2 separate regions of the Sus scrofa genome follow, and region 2 is linked to region 1. Evidence: chromatin contacts called from public HiChIP or PLAC-seq data. All regions are on one chromosome and are shown on one strand. The core of a region is the stretch at or near the end of the contact, and the rest is flanking DNA. Distances in the headings are between cores, read along the strand shown.

Region 1 (7,301 bases), core at 3,979-6,478:
CTGAGTGCTTATTGGGAGCTGCAGTGAAGAGATCTAATAGGCTTCATTAATTTATTATTATTACTTTTCTTTTTAAGGCTGTAACATCGACACATGGAAATTCCCAGGCTAGGGGTCTAATCGGAGCTGCAGCTGCCGGCCTTCGCCCCAGCCACAACAACACCAGATCCGAGCCGCATCTGCGACGTCCACCACAGCTCATGGCAACGCCACATCCTTAACCCCCTGAGTGAGGCCAGGGATCGAACCCACATCTTCATGGATGCTAGTTGGGTTCTTAACCTACTGATCCACAATGGGAACTCCTAATAGGCATTTAGATACATGAGAGATGGGGCTTGAGCTGTATATTTGTTATCAGCACAGGTATTGAAACCCATGTGACTGGATGAGAGACCACCTGGGGAGAGGTGAGAGAGCTGGAAAGGTCCACCTAGGACTAATTCCCGAGAGATGCTCCAACATTTAGACATAAACCCAGGGGGGGGGAGGAGGGAACATGTCAACGGCACTGGAGCTGGATGCAGACAAAGGAAAATGAGAGACCCCAGAGATCATGAGAGTGTCATGAAATGGAGAGGGTATCAGATTCTTCTGGGAAACAGGGAGTAGACACCTGTCCAGTGACTTGGCAATACGGCGGCCCTTGGTGACCAGGAAAAACCTTCTATTAGCCCGCAGGTCCTTGAGAAGCACAGTTTCAGTGGAATGACAGGGATGCAGTTTGCAGGAGGGAAGCCTGATGGGGAAATTGGAGGTAAGGCTGTAGAGAGAGGTGTGTAGATAATCCAAGAAGATTTTCTAAGAAAGGGGGTGGGATACCCAGCCAGTAGCGAGTGGAGAGGGTTGCACAGAGGGTTGGTTGAAGACTGAAGATACCAGATGCCTGCCTGCTCATGGGCTTGAGGAGGGAGGCGGAGCTCCGTGGAGGATGCCCGACGGAAGGGTCAGCTCAAGGAAGGCTGACCTTGAGCCTTTGAGAGGGCGTGGGATCGGAGGAGAAGTGGGCTTAGGGGAGGAGCACTTCCACCGCTGGGGACTGGGGGAGAGAGGACAGAAGCAGCTCTACCTGGGAATTGAGACGGTGGAGGTGGGAGAGTTGAGAGAGCTCTGGTCTAGTGGCTGATGAGGGCACAGAGAAAGGGGTACGTGTGTAGGGAGTGCAGATGAGGTCAGACCAGGCAGGGGGTGTACTGAGCACAGAGGTTGGGGGATAACAGGTACCTGGGGAGACTGGACTTTCCTGTAGTCACCAAGGGAAGCCGGGGTTCAAGGCATGGGAGGACATCGCTCCATAGTCTCTTGGCAGGGAGCCGGCAAATTAGCTGAATGACTTTTTGCTTTTGAAATTTTTTGGCAGCAACTGACTTGTTGACTTAATTATTGACCATTTTATCTTAGGAAGCCAAGTTTCGTAACATGCAATAGTCCTGTATCTCAAGCCTGCTGACAAATCACAGTTATTTCTTCTTTCATCAGCACAAGCTCTGGTGAAACTCGGGGTTTTGTATTTGCTTGTTTGTTTTTGGTCTTTGGGGGCCGCACCGTGCCATATGGAAGTTCCCAGGCTGGGGATCCCGTCAGAGCTGCAGCTGCCAGACTATACCGCAGACACAGCCATGCGGGATCCGAGCCGTGTCTGCAACCCACACCACAGCTCACGGCCACACCAGATCCCCAAACCAATGAGCGAGGCCAGGGATCAAACCCACAACCTCATGGATACCAGTCGGGTTCATTGACTGCTGAGCCACGACGGGAACTCCTAAACTCTGACATTTAGTAGCCTTTTCTGTGTTCCCAAGAGAAGAGAAGTCATTGATGGGGAAATTCACGCACGCAGACTGGACCAACTCAATCTATATACTGAAGGCTCCTTAGAGCCTTTTGACCTCAGACCCACTCCCTCATGGATGCCTGTTGCTGCATCCTGGGTCCTACTTGTTACTCCCACTCCTTCCCTCCAGGAACTGACTCGATGGCACCTCCTGGCAGGTGGGCTGCTCTCGAGGAGCACAGAGCAGCCTTAGTCACTAAAATGCATAGCAGTGACGCACCGCCAGGCCCAGGCCCCTCCTTCTTGATAACCCCTTTCCTGCAGGCATTAGACGTGTTGATTCCAAACGAAAAGCCACACATATGAACCAACGTTGTGGACGGTGGCCGGCTTGAGGGCAGAAGGTCAGCAGAGTGTCAAGGGGACACTGAGCCAAGGGGAGCCTGAGCCGTCTCCAGGAATGTCAAGGTCCTACCTGTGTGTCCTCCTTGGAACAGAGGTAGAGGTGACCTTGTAATGAGAGTAGCCTCCATCCAACGGTCCTTCTGGGGTTTCATGCATTGGGACTGGTATGGAAGGGTTTATGGTGAAATACGAGCCCTGGCAGCCCACAGTCCCAACTCCTGAAAGCGGGCATGACCGCCGTTCAGTGTTCTTTCCTGAGTGTTCAGTTCTGGGGAGCCCTCCAGAGGGCCCCTGAGCCCCGGGCACGTGGATTCCAGAGCACAAGGGCAACACCCATCCCTGCCCGCATTGCCTCTGAACTTCCCCTTAGCCGTGGGGTTGTCATGACACCCATTTATGACTCTGACAGCTGGGGAGGGAAAGAAGACATTCAATCCTATTGTTATAATGGCCCACTTAAAAATATCTGATTGTGAATAAGAAAACTCTTTTAAAGCAGTTCCATTGTCTGCGTGTTTCTGCAGTTTAAGTCGCGGGGGTTGGGGCTGGGTGGAAGGATTTTCAATTAGAGGCATGTCGAGAAGACAGGTGTAAAGACACCTGACCCTGGATGTTCAGGAAGGCTGTCCAGGGAGCTGAAGGATGAGCAGGAAACGGGATCAGGAGGATCGTGAGCAGGTTGGTGCCACCACTCAGACCTCATCAGCACAAGTCTTTCTGGCCCTGGCTCAGGGTCCAAGAGGCAGCTGGGCTGGAGGTTCATTCCGGAAGGCGACCTCAGCCCTGTGGCTTCAGAGTGTGGAATTCTCTGACATCCCAGGAACAGAGGACCAGGAGGACGGGAGAATCTGTGCTATGTGAGCCATTCCTGGGCATGTTTTTGCAGGCTGAGGGCAGCTGTGGCTCAGGCACTGTGTGGTTATTATTTTGCTTCTAGATAAATGGTCCAGAGTATGGGTGTGTGTTGTTTAAATGTTGGGGGCCCCAAGTTCAACTTGGAGATAGCTTCCCTATTTCCCCAGGAACCCCAGGAGCTCAACATTACAACAGCCTTAGACCAGCACTGGCAGAACAGCATCTTCTAATAGCCTATGGGCAGTAGATGGCACTTGGGATGGTTTAACTGGGTTTAATGAGAAAGAAATTGAACAAAGACAATTAAACAGCATGAAGTCAATGCCAATAACAGTGGAGAAAGCTCCTTTATTATGACGTCTGATCGCCCAGCCCAGAGGGTTGGTGCTAATTTTCGCTGGAGTGATTATTCAAGTTTGTGAACTGCATGCTCCAGGTTTGGCCAGATGCATTTTCTGAAGAATCTGATTAACTGTTTCAGCTCTAAGCTGAGATAGGCACTGGGGCTCTTAGTTAATGAGTTCTGAATCGGTTTTGTTTATATAATCATAACAACAAGCATATATGAGCATCTGCTATGATCTAGCCTTGTGCTACATGCATTATTTTAATTATCCTTAGAAGCAACCTTGTAGGAGTTCCCACTGTGGTGCAGTGGGTTAAGAATCTGACTGCAGTGGCTTGGGTAGCTTCGGAGGCACAGGTTCAATTCCTAGCCCACTGTAGTGGTTAAGGGTCTAGCGTTGCTGTAGCTGAAGCTTAGATTCAGTCCCTGGCCTGGGAACTTCCAGATGCCTTGGGTGTGGCCATTAAAAAGGGGAAAAAAAAAACCTTGTAAATATGATCCCTTTTTTCCAAATATGATACTGGAGGGACAGAGCCTGAAGGCTTATGGCTAAATAAACACTAAACCTTAGCTTTGAACCACTATACCTAGCTTCCTGCACTCTTCTTTTCACATCAAGCCTCAGGCTGCTTTAGCATGAAAATAATAGACATGGGAATTCTGGAGGATCAGAAAATAAGGTTTTATCTGCATTTCAAGTACAATCAAGCAGAAAAAAAAAATCACAGGACATTATAGGCCATCCTGACAACACCAACTCTTTGAGTAAGTGACTTGCTTCCACTTGGATGGCCTTTTTTTTTTTGAAATTTTTTTGGCCTATTGACAAAGTGCTGTCATCACCCACTGAGGCAGGCAGGCCAGTGACTGGGGTCCCCATTTTATAGACAAAGAACTTGTTTCCAAAAGGTGAAATGATTTGGGTTTTCTGACCCCATCCAGTCCTCTTTAAATCATGTTTTTCTAAAATGTTAAACACACACAGGACCAATATCTTTTAATCATTTTTTAAAAGTTTTATTGAAGTAGAGTTGATTTACAATGTTGTGATAATTAGACATTAATATTCAGCAGTGTTTTTGAAGCCTCATAGGTTTGCCTTTCCCCATGGACTCAAGACGTCAGAACATGTCAACTCTGGCATCTTTGAGGTCCTGGTCCTTTGAGGGTTTTGATCACTTTGATGGAGATGCTTTTGAGGAAGGGGAGAGAAATATCATTTATTGACTGTTATCTCTCGTTCATTCACTAAACTGTAAGGTCCATGAGGGGAGGAACCATGACTCTTTTATTCTCATTAAACCCTTTATTTGGAAATATTTTCCGACTTACAGAAAAGTTGCAAAGATAGTACAGAGAATTTTACTCTTCCCCCGTCTTCCCCCCACATTAGTATTTTACATCGTATCTTTTTAAATCTTCTGTGTCAACCTTGAACCTAGGCTCCGCCAGCCCTTCCTAGAGGGGAGGCAGAATCGCCAAAAGCCCAATGCACACCCAATGTTCTTATCTGGTCCACCTTTTAAGGGAAGAGTGGGGATTCAAACCCAGCTCTCTCGGACTCCCAAGCGTGCTCATTTTTCCTACCCTTTGCTCTGTGTCACATGAGAAAGGGTTCCATTCGGGGAAGCCTAAAATGCCACCCTGTGGCCTCCCTTTTCTTGGCCTGACAAAGTGTCCGCTAGAGGAGCAAGTGAAACGAAAGGTTTGGGATGATCCAGCAGAATTGGTCCAGGCATTTGTTTCCCCTTGACAGGGAAGAGGGCCCAGCACAGAACACGTGTTCTCCTCCTCCATATTTGGCAGCCTGGCAGTTGCTTCCGAAACCCGACTCCCAATGCCATGGGGATGACCTTTGGTCTACTTCCCAGCATTCACCTGCAGTCCTCACTGCTCCCAAGAAGCTCATTCCAAGAGTGGGCGATTTGGCAAAGACTCGCTGGTCCTGATCTAACCATGTTAATTAAGCCTCTTGACTGGCATGACCAATAAGCAGTGGTCCAGAGCGATGGGGCATACCGAAGAGGTAAGGCCGGGGGGATTTTTCTTCTTTAATGGTGAAACACTTTAGCTCTTGATAAAGTATATTTTCTCAGGATGGGAAAGTTGCCATGACTGTTTGAAGATTGTTTTAAAATAGACCCAGGGCTCTGGAGTATTCCTGAGCCAAACAAAGGCTGTTTGTTGACTCAAGCCGTGGCAGCAAAGGCAAGATTTGAAGAAGCAACTGAACAAGTCAGTTTGTCACATGGAGAACTGCCAAATTTTTTTTTTTTTCCTAGCCTGCTATTTGCCAGCATAAGGGGTAACTTTAGAAATGCATGCTGTTTTGTAGTAACGCCTGTTGACACAACAGACCCCTTGGAGTTTGTAAGCAGCAGGGCTTCGAACTGATGCTAGGACAGGGATACCGGACAGGGATACTCGAAGGTCCTGTAGGATGCGCGGCAGAAACCAGAGCTCTAAGGACCAAGAGTGCTTCCCTTGATGTGCACAAGTGGCTGCAGACTAAACAGAAATAATCTATTTTTCATACATTCAACAAATATCTGTGGAATGCCTCTCGGTGCCAGGGGCTATTCTGGGCATTGACTCTGGGCTTCTGTACCAAGTGTCCAGTTGTTTTAGTTCCTCGGAGCATGGCAGGAAGATGGCAGGAATCATAGGCAATTATTTCCACTGCCTGGTGAGGCAGCGCAAGGTAGGGGTCAAGGGCACAGATTCTGGAGCCAAATGATCTGGGTCCAAGTTCTGGCGTCACCATTTCTAAGCTGTGTGATTTGGGGCACGTAGCTTAACCCCTCTGGGCTACGTGATCCTGGTAAAATAGGGTTGTCGTAAGGATTGAATGAGTTTAAATATGTAAAGCATTGAAAAGCAAAAGAGGAGCTCCCCTCGTGGCTCAGCGGTTAGCGAACCCGAATGGCATCCATGAGGATGCCGGTTCGGTCCCTGGCCTCGCTCAATGGCTTAAGGACTTGGCATTGCCTTGAGCTGTGGTGTAGGTCTCAGACTCGGCTTGGATCCCGAGTTGCTGTGGCTGTGGTGTAGGCCAGCGGCTACAACTCTGATTGGGTCCTAGCCTGGGAACCTCCATATGTGGCGAGTTTGGCCCTAAAAAGACAAAAAGACCAAAAAAAAAAGAAAAGAAAAAGATTCCCCTGCTCTCCACTAGCTATCAAAAGGAAAGCATTCCTGGGAAATCTTTAGCAAGCTGAAATGCCTTAAAGGGAAGAAGCAATACCCCAGGACACTTCCTAAAGATTGCGCAAAATAGATCAAAATAAAGCACAGATGCTCACAGATGCAGTTCAAAGCTATGGTGGCTTGATGCTGAGATGTTGAGTGTGGTTCCTGGGGCAGGATCTTGGCCAGCCCCCTCTTGCTGCTGTTGGGGGTCCACGCTGCCTCTAGGCGAGCTTCACTGCAAAACAAATGTTGAATGCTGTTTTTGCTTTTTGTCTTTTTTTCATAAAAGCAAAAATCATCTTGGAATTTCTTGTGGTTAGGGAAAACTGGTACTAGTACAGATCTTTCATAAAAGAGAAGTGCTATAAAGCAAACTTGAAAAGCAGGGTTACCTGGGCTTGGCACATAGAACATGCTTAGAGCAATAAGTTTGCTACACACCAGAATATGTGCTCTGTGGGTGTTGGGTGTTATTATTACTTTGCAAAGAGTATTGACTTTAAGACTGCAATCCAATACCCAACCCTCGGTTTCTCATCTGCAAAATGGAAAACACTATTTTCCCTGCCTGCGTAGCACCCAGGGATTTTGTGAGAAGCAGAGGATGTGACATAGCTTTGCAAAGTGCAGTGTGTGTTTCCTGAGGCCTTTATTTTAACTCCATCCTCGTGTGTTTTTGCTGTAGAGAACGGCTATTCTTCTGGAAGATTAGCTTTCTGTTAGGAGAAG
Region 2 (7,136 bases), core at 4,082-6,581, 120 kb after region 1:
GGTTTGGGGTGCCTTTGGGCAGCTTTTGCAGCCCCAGCTGGTAGCTTTGTTCTGTACACGAGTGCGTGGGAGAAGGAGGAGGATCAAGGGTCTTGGTCTCCCCTTTGGGGTATAGCAGCAGACTGAAGGTGCAGGATGGCACATGCGACTGGGAGGTGGGGCGGCGGGGGACGGGGGTTCAGGTGTTTAAGTCGCTTGCTACTCCTAGGATGGCCCACAGACAGCAGCATCTGCTTCCCCTAGCTTGGTAGAAAGGCAGAATCTTAGCCCTCGCTCCAGCTGGGCTAAGTCAGAATCTCCAGTTTAACCAGTGATGTCAAGATGCCCAGGGGATTTTTAGGCTGAAAAGTTGGGGAAGCGCTGAGAGAGGCGGTGCTCTCCATCCTGTCCATGAGAAACCACTGGCCCTTCTCTAGCTGCTGCTTTCTAGTCTGGGAAAGAAGTTCTGGTGGCAACAGAAACCATTGTTTCCAAAAAGAAGAGGGATGGCGGGGAGAGGAGAATTCTGCCACAGAAAACACTTACCTCTCAGCACAGACGGATGGGAAACACACACAGGAAAGGGGCGGGAGTAAATGTGGTCTCAGTCTATTGATTAGACCCGCTGTCTGTGTCCTCCTTCCGCCGCAGCCCCTGGTGGCTTGGCTTCTGCTAAGAGAAGCAGCATTAAGTACTTTGTCCTTTGTGAGGCCGGGAGACCCTCATCCCAGGGGCTCCCTCGGCTTCCTGAAAATTGCCACACCCTGGCCACGGAGGGGCAGCCAGAGGCCATTAGCATCTGAGAGTGAAAGTGGTGGCTCCCTGAGCAAGTTCAACCTGCTTCGCCTGTGGCTCGGCACATGGCCCGGGCTCTGAAAAAATGAATCGCAGATAGGGAAACTCAAGCCGGTGTGGACCCTTGAGGATCAAAATGGAAGGGCCAGGATGGATGGAGAGAAGTCAAGAAGGATGAAGCAACAGGCCCTGGTGATTGATGGGACAAGGAGGGAAGGTTAAAGACACATACAAGTGGAGGGTTTATGCTCAGATGACCAAGAAAAGGATGTGGCACTTGCCAAGGTGAGGAAACAGGATTAGGAGCACATTTGGGGGAAGTTGATGAGTTTGGGCTGGGACTTGAGATGCAGGTGGGATCAGAATTACCACTGAGACGGTGGCCAGGACCCCAGAGGGCTTGGGTGCCATCTGCACTAGGTTGGCTCGTTCCGGGATGGGGGTTGGAGCTCTTCTTGCAGTTGCGATCACAGATGGGAAAGTGGAGTTTGGGTCCCTTCCATCCTCGTGTGGCTCCTGACCCTCTCTTTCAACCTGGACGCTGCTGAGAGAGTCCAGTGACTCTTATCTTGTCCCACCTGCCTCTTAGGATTTCACAGAAGTGAAGTCCCACCTCTGTAAAGACTCTGAGAAGGCAGAAGCATCAGACAGCGGCAAAAGCAGGAAGGATCTGTGCCTGCAAATTGCCAGCATGTCAGTGGCTCTGAAGTCCCTAAAGGGCCACTGGGGCTCCTGGCAGGATCTTTCTTTAGGTCTCATAGGATCTCTTTCAAAGCCTTGTTTCTTAAGGAGACCCTTGGCTAAGTCGTTTAGCTTAAATGACAACATTCCGAACGGGGGCTTCTCAGTTCCTAGAAGCACATTTCGCTTTGGATATTGTCACGGGACAACATGATGAGCCATTTTTTTTTCTTCCCCCTGAAACTGAATAAGCTGCAAAGTTGTCTGTAGAACAGGAGTTGTCTGAGTCCTGAAGATGCTTAGTTCAGGTTGTGATTACAAAAATGCCACAGATGCGGTGGTTTAAACGACAGGTATTTATTTCTGGTCCTTCTGGCGATTGGGACATCCAAGATCAGCGTGTGGGCAGATCCACTGTGTAGTAATTCCTGGTTTTTAGACGCCGCCTTGTCCTCACAAGGCGGTGAAAGAGAGAGAGGAAGAAAGAGAGAAAAGCAAGTTCGCACGTGTCTTTTTTTTACAAGGGCACGAAAGCCCTTAAAAGGCTCCACCCTCATGACCTTATCACTTCCCCAAATCCCCACCTCTTAACTGTCACATTGGGAGTTAGAGTATCAACATACAAATTTTAGGGGGACCAAGCATTGAGCCTATAGCAGGTGCCTTTTCCTGGGTTATCATTTCTTAGTATCTTCATCGTGGGCCTTGTGGCCAGGTACCCGTGTCCAGAAGAAGCCTGGCCCTTTTCTCTGGGGCTTATGTGCTGGCTTTCTCTAAGGTAGCTGAAGGCAGGAACATTCTGGGGCCTTCCAGGTAGCTGCCAATTGTCCAAGGGGCCATGCTACCCCTTTCTTTCTTTTTCTTTTTTTTTTTTTTTTGGCTTTTTGCCTTTTCTAGTGCCGCTCCTGTGGCATATGGAGGTTCCCAGGCTAGGGGTTGAATCGGAGCTGTAGCTGCTGACCTACACCACAGCCACAGCAACGTGGGATCCGAGCCGCGACTGCAACCTACACCACAGCTCAAGGCAACGCCGGATCCTTAACCCACTGAGCAAGGGCAGGGATCGAACCCGCAACCTCATGGTTCCTAGTCGGATTCGTTAACCACTGCGCCACAATGGGAACTCCTATGTACCCCTTTCTGTTGGGGCCCTGGGACAGGGCATCTGCTGATGGTGGGGTGAGCAGCTAGGACTGGGGAATTGATTAAGTGACTCTGGGTAGCATTACATCCAGGTCACTGGGTCCTGGGCCACTCTCCCCATTGACCCTCTGCCCCCATCTTCATGTTTCTTTCCGCCTTCTGCAGCCTGTGTCTGTGGCTGTAGTTTTTTGGTTGCCTAGGAACCATTTTAGCCTGAAATGTGATTGGCTGTTCCTGCCAGATGGGTTGCCTGAGCTGGGGCAGTGTTCCGGGGTAAGGATGTTGAACAATTCCGTCCTTTTCCCCTCAGATTAAGGATGAGGACTTAGGCATTGCAAGCAGTTGTTGCATGAAAACCGTGCTTGTGTGTCAGGTTGGACCGGGGTCTGGGGGAAACTGGTTGGCCGTAGGAACGGACTCAGAGCTGCTCATAGACATTCATTCTGCGTCGCAAGCAGGGGCTTGGATGACACTGGCTCTGTTTATATTTACAGATTCACTTAAGCAGTTGTGTCTAGAGAGCGGGTAGGTGCCGTTTGCCTTCACCAAATGTGGAAACAGAGCAGGATGCTGCGGAGTCGAAGCTGAGAGTGAAAAGCTCTTCCTCTTAGTCTCGCTGAGTAGACTCAGGTGGTTTCCAGTATAGAAATATTACATCCACTGCTCCTATGAAGAGGCAGGATTTTTATAGGTAAGGAGGCTGAGGTCCCCGCGTGGCTTGAATCAAGGGATCAGCAAACTTTTTACAAAGGGTCAGATAGTAAACCCATTAGGCTTTGTAGGCTGTACCGTCTCTGTTGCAACAACTCAACGTTGCTGTGAGAGTGAAAGCAGCGGTAGACAGTGGTTGAGCCTATCAGTGTCCCAGTGAGGTTCGAGTTACAAAAACAGGGAGTGAGTTGTACTTTGCTGGCACCTGATCCTTCAGGCCTTGGACCCGTGTCCCCTCCCCTCACAATCTCATGGCCATTTATCCACGCAAGGGTCCTCAAGTCTTTGGCCTGGCCACCTTCTTTGTTTATTTTTCTCTAAGACATCTGACCATGGATTTAATTACTATTATGTATGGAGAATGCTCCGATTTATCTTCATCCCTCTCATCTGAGAACCACATATCCAGCTGCTGACTTTGTTTTTCCTCTTGGGTTTCTCATGGAGCACTCAGGCTTAATGTGTCCAAAATGGAACTGATGACCTTGCTTATTTCAAAAACAAACAAACAAACCCCCAAAAAGCATATAAAGGAAGCCAGTCCCCACCCCAGCTCCCCATGTGAGCACATGGCGCCCTACCCCCCAGCTGCTCCGACTAGAAACCCGATAGTCAGGTTTTGCCTTCGCCTTTTCCTTCGTCTCCCTTCTTCCTGAAACAGTTCAGATTATGGTTCTTTCCAGTGTCTGCGTTCCATTGCTTTTAGTCTAAAATCCAAATGCCCGTCAGAGCCTACGGGCACACTGGTCACTTGTGTTCTTTGAACAGACAGTGCCCATGTGCCCCAGAGCCTTGGCACATGCTGTAAGCTGCCCAGAAGGCCTTCTGCTCCAGGCTGGCATGGCCGGCTGCTTCTCCAGCTTCGATTCACAGCAGGTTGTCCTGCCTTTACTCTCCAGTGCTGTCCAGTAGAATCTTGATGATGGAAAGTTCATATAATCTGCATTGTCCCGTAGGATAGCCACTAGCCACACCTGGCTGTTGAGTACTCTAAATGTGGGTAGTACATTTGATAAACTGAAAATCTTTTTTTTTTTTCTTTTCTTTTTTTAAATGGCCAGACCCTTGGCATATGGAGGTTCCCAGGCCAGGGACTGAATCTGAGCTGCAGCTATGGCTACGCCAGATCCTTTTAACCCCCTGCGCTGGGCCAGGGATCAAACCTGTGCCTGCGCAGTGTCTCCAGCTGCTGCAGTAGGAGTCTTGAGCCGCTGCAGTAGGATTCCTAACCCACTACATCACAGCAGGAACACCAAGAAACTGAATCTCTCTCTCTCTTTTTTTTTTTTTTTTTTTTTTTGCTATTTCTGCGGCCGCTCCCATGGCATATGGAGGTTCCCAGGCTAGGGGCCTAATCCGAGCTGTAGCCACCGGCCTACGCCAGAGCCACAGCAACGCGGGATCCGAGCCGCGTCTGCAACCTACACCACAGCTCACAGCAACGCCGGATCCTTAACCCACTGAGCAAGGCCAGGGACCGAACCCACAATCTCATGGTTCCTAGTCGGATTCGTTAACCACTGCGCCACGACAGGAACTCCATGAAACTGAATCTTTAATTGTATTTAATTTAAATAAAAATAGTCGTGCATGGCAAGCTCCGCATTATCATTCTTTTGTTTGAATTCTTCAGAAAGCTCAATACGACGTGTAGTTATTTGCTTTGTCTCTTTAACTGTTCTCATTGCAGTGTGAGCTGTAAGAAGACGTTCTGCTTGTTTATGCCCATGTCCCCCATGCCTAGCACAGGGCCTGGCACATGCTAGGTGCTCAGCAAATATTTCTTTGAATGAATGCATGTGTGAATGGATGAATTACTAGCAAAAAGAATCCTAGGCATATCTGCTCCACACCGAGCTATGCTAAGAGGCCTGGCGGTCGAGGATTTGGAGGGGCAGGGAGAGGCTTGGCTGGACCCCTGGCATTAAGGTTCTGTGTGACTTGACCCACAGCCAGTTCAGAGCTTGGCCTGCCTGTCGCCACCGTGTGGCAGCGCAGGATCCTGCGGGTGCCCTGGGTTAAAGGAAGCAGGTCCCTGCCCAACTGCTCCTTCCGCGTGTCCCAGAATGCATTGCAAGCTGCAGGTTGCCCAGGTAACTGTTGGAGCCCCTCCCCTTCTCAGGCACAGCAGCCCCCTCCCTCCCCTCCTGGAGAGTTTGCTCCTCTGAGACATCGATTTTTTTTTTTCCCCTAAATTTCTGTGCGCCCGAGGCTGCCTCTCCATCGCTTAGCTGGTCTCTCCTCCCCACCTGCATCTCCTTGGCCGAGGAAGCTGCTCCTTGCTGGGTAGATAAGGCGGTGGGCTGGCAGTGCGGAGGCTTAGGGGGAGGCTGGGGCAGTGCTGTGAGCAGCAAATTACCTTTGTTCTCTCGTTCTTAGCCCTCTCCTGGCTCCTGGGGCCCGGAAGGTGGGCCTTCTGCACAATGCATCTCCTGGCTGTGCAGTAAATTACCTGTTGAAGAGGTGGACTTCCTGCGGGTTTTGTACCTGCCAGCCCTCCTTATTTAGAAGGGCTGTTTCCTCTGCATTTGCAGCTTTCACTGTTTCCTCCGCTTTCTCCTTAAATGGAAGCAGCAGCAGCTACTGGCTCTGGGCCGGCGATGGTGGGGTGGAGGCGGGGGTGGGGGCGGGCAGCCCTTCTGCCCAAGGTTTGCTCCAGTCCTGCTAAGAGGCAGATCCTAGCAGCTCTATGGCCTTAGGGGGCTGATGGCTGGGCCCAGTTTGCCGTCAGCATCCCAGCTTCATTTCCTTCAAGGTGTTTGTGGAGCTCCAGCGTCTGAGAGTTTTAGAGCTGCAAACATCAGGATTTTGGATATTCCCAAGGGCTTTCTCTTAACGGAAAGTTCGTTCGAAATCCCAGGAGCACATCAGTTCTGAAATAGCACCCAGACCTGTCCTGCTGGTCATTACTCAAACTGTGTCAGGTCGTCATTTTAATCTTTTCCCTTTAACTTTCAATTTGCTAAAAAATATATTTAGATACACTGTGTCATTTGGTAAAGCTTCAGTCAGAGGTGTCCTCCCAGGGCAGAGACATAAACAGCTTACATGGCATTTTCTCTCCCCAGTGAGGAAATGTAGTGGGTAGTCTATTTGGGGATGAAGATGACTGACAAGGAGCTCCTGCTGTGGCGCAACGGGATCGGCGGCGTCTCGGCAGCACCAGGACAAGGTTCGATTCCCGGCCCGGCCTAGTGGGTTGAAGGATCTGGTTTTGCTGCAGCCTGCAGCTCGGATTGATCCCTGGCCTGAGAACTCTATATGCTGCAGGGCAGCTAAAAAGAAAAAAAAAAAAGACTGACAAGGCCCTTCTTAGTCCAGGCCCTTCCTTGAGTCTTAGCTTAGGTCTGTGCCCTAAAGGGCCTTTAAAAAAATTTTTTTTTTTTTTCTGATTCTTTTCATCATCTCAGGGATGTTCTAGAAGTCACTTTCCAAGGGAAGCGGGTGTTTCCTGTCTTGGGGAGTGAGGGGTGGCTGAAATTCGTCTTGGTTGAAGCTTGACATTTATTAAGCGTCTCTGTGTTGTTGCTGGGGGAGCACGTCACCCTGAGATTTGCCAATCTGGATGCCACCCAGGCAGTTGTGTGCTTTCTGCAGGTGCCCCCCCCACAATATTTTAATGGGGCTCAGATCTGGGTCTCTGGGACCTCAGTCTGGATCAAAGGGGCCTCCAGCTTCTGAGAGTTACTCTTCTTTGCCGGTTCATCAGGGCCCCAGTGGAACTTGCTAATTGTTCATTGTTCTGCTTTAAAGGCACTGTCTGGAAGTATTTTCCCTCCAGGAAGAAGGCAGGAGAGGCTGGCTTGACTTTAGGGAAAACATCTGCA

What was found. HiChIP or PLAC-seq counts read pairs in DNA pulled down with a chosen protein or histone mark.
Region 2: a contact with region 1 is called in an H3K27ac HiChIP or PLAC-seq map of skeletal muscle. The contact joins two enhancer-like sites. A contact is called at or near these places in 2 of 47 Hi-C or Micro-C datasets (both in embryonic fibroblasts) and 1 of 2 datasets of contacts at active chromatin or transcription factors (skeletal muscle).

What each region holds. Positions count from the first base shown.
Region 1 is chr14:131,650,708-131,658,008 of Sscrofa11.1, forward strand. No RefSeq gene overlaps it. Among named protein-coding and RNA genes, the nearest start is that of NSMCE4A, 45 kb to the left of the region's middle. Within about 2 kb of position 5,229, at least 18 of the 83 cell types and tissues checked have an H3K27ac peak or open chromatin away from gene starts, as enhancers often do. A contact at or near this core is called in skeletal muscle, where this site is marked.
Region 2 is chr14:131,772,465-131,779,600 of Sscrofa11.1, forward strand. The region is part of intron 1 of TACC2 (transforming acidic coiled-coil containing protein 2); the gene reads left to right. Among named protein-coding and RNA genes, the nearest start is that of TACC2, 6.0 kb to the left of the region's middle. Within about 2 kb of position 5,332, at least 21 of the 83 cell types and tissues checked have an H3K27ac peak or open chromatin away from gene starts, as enhancers often do. A contact at or near this core is called in skeletal muscle, where this site is marked.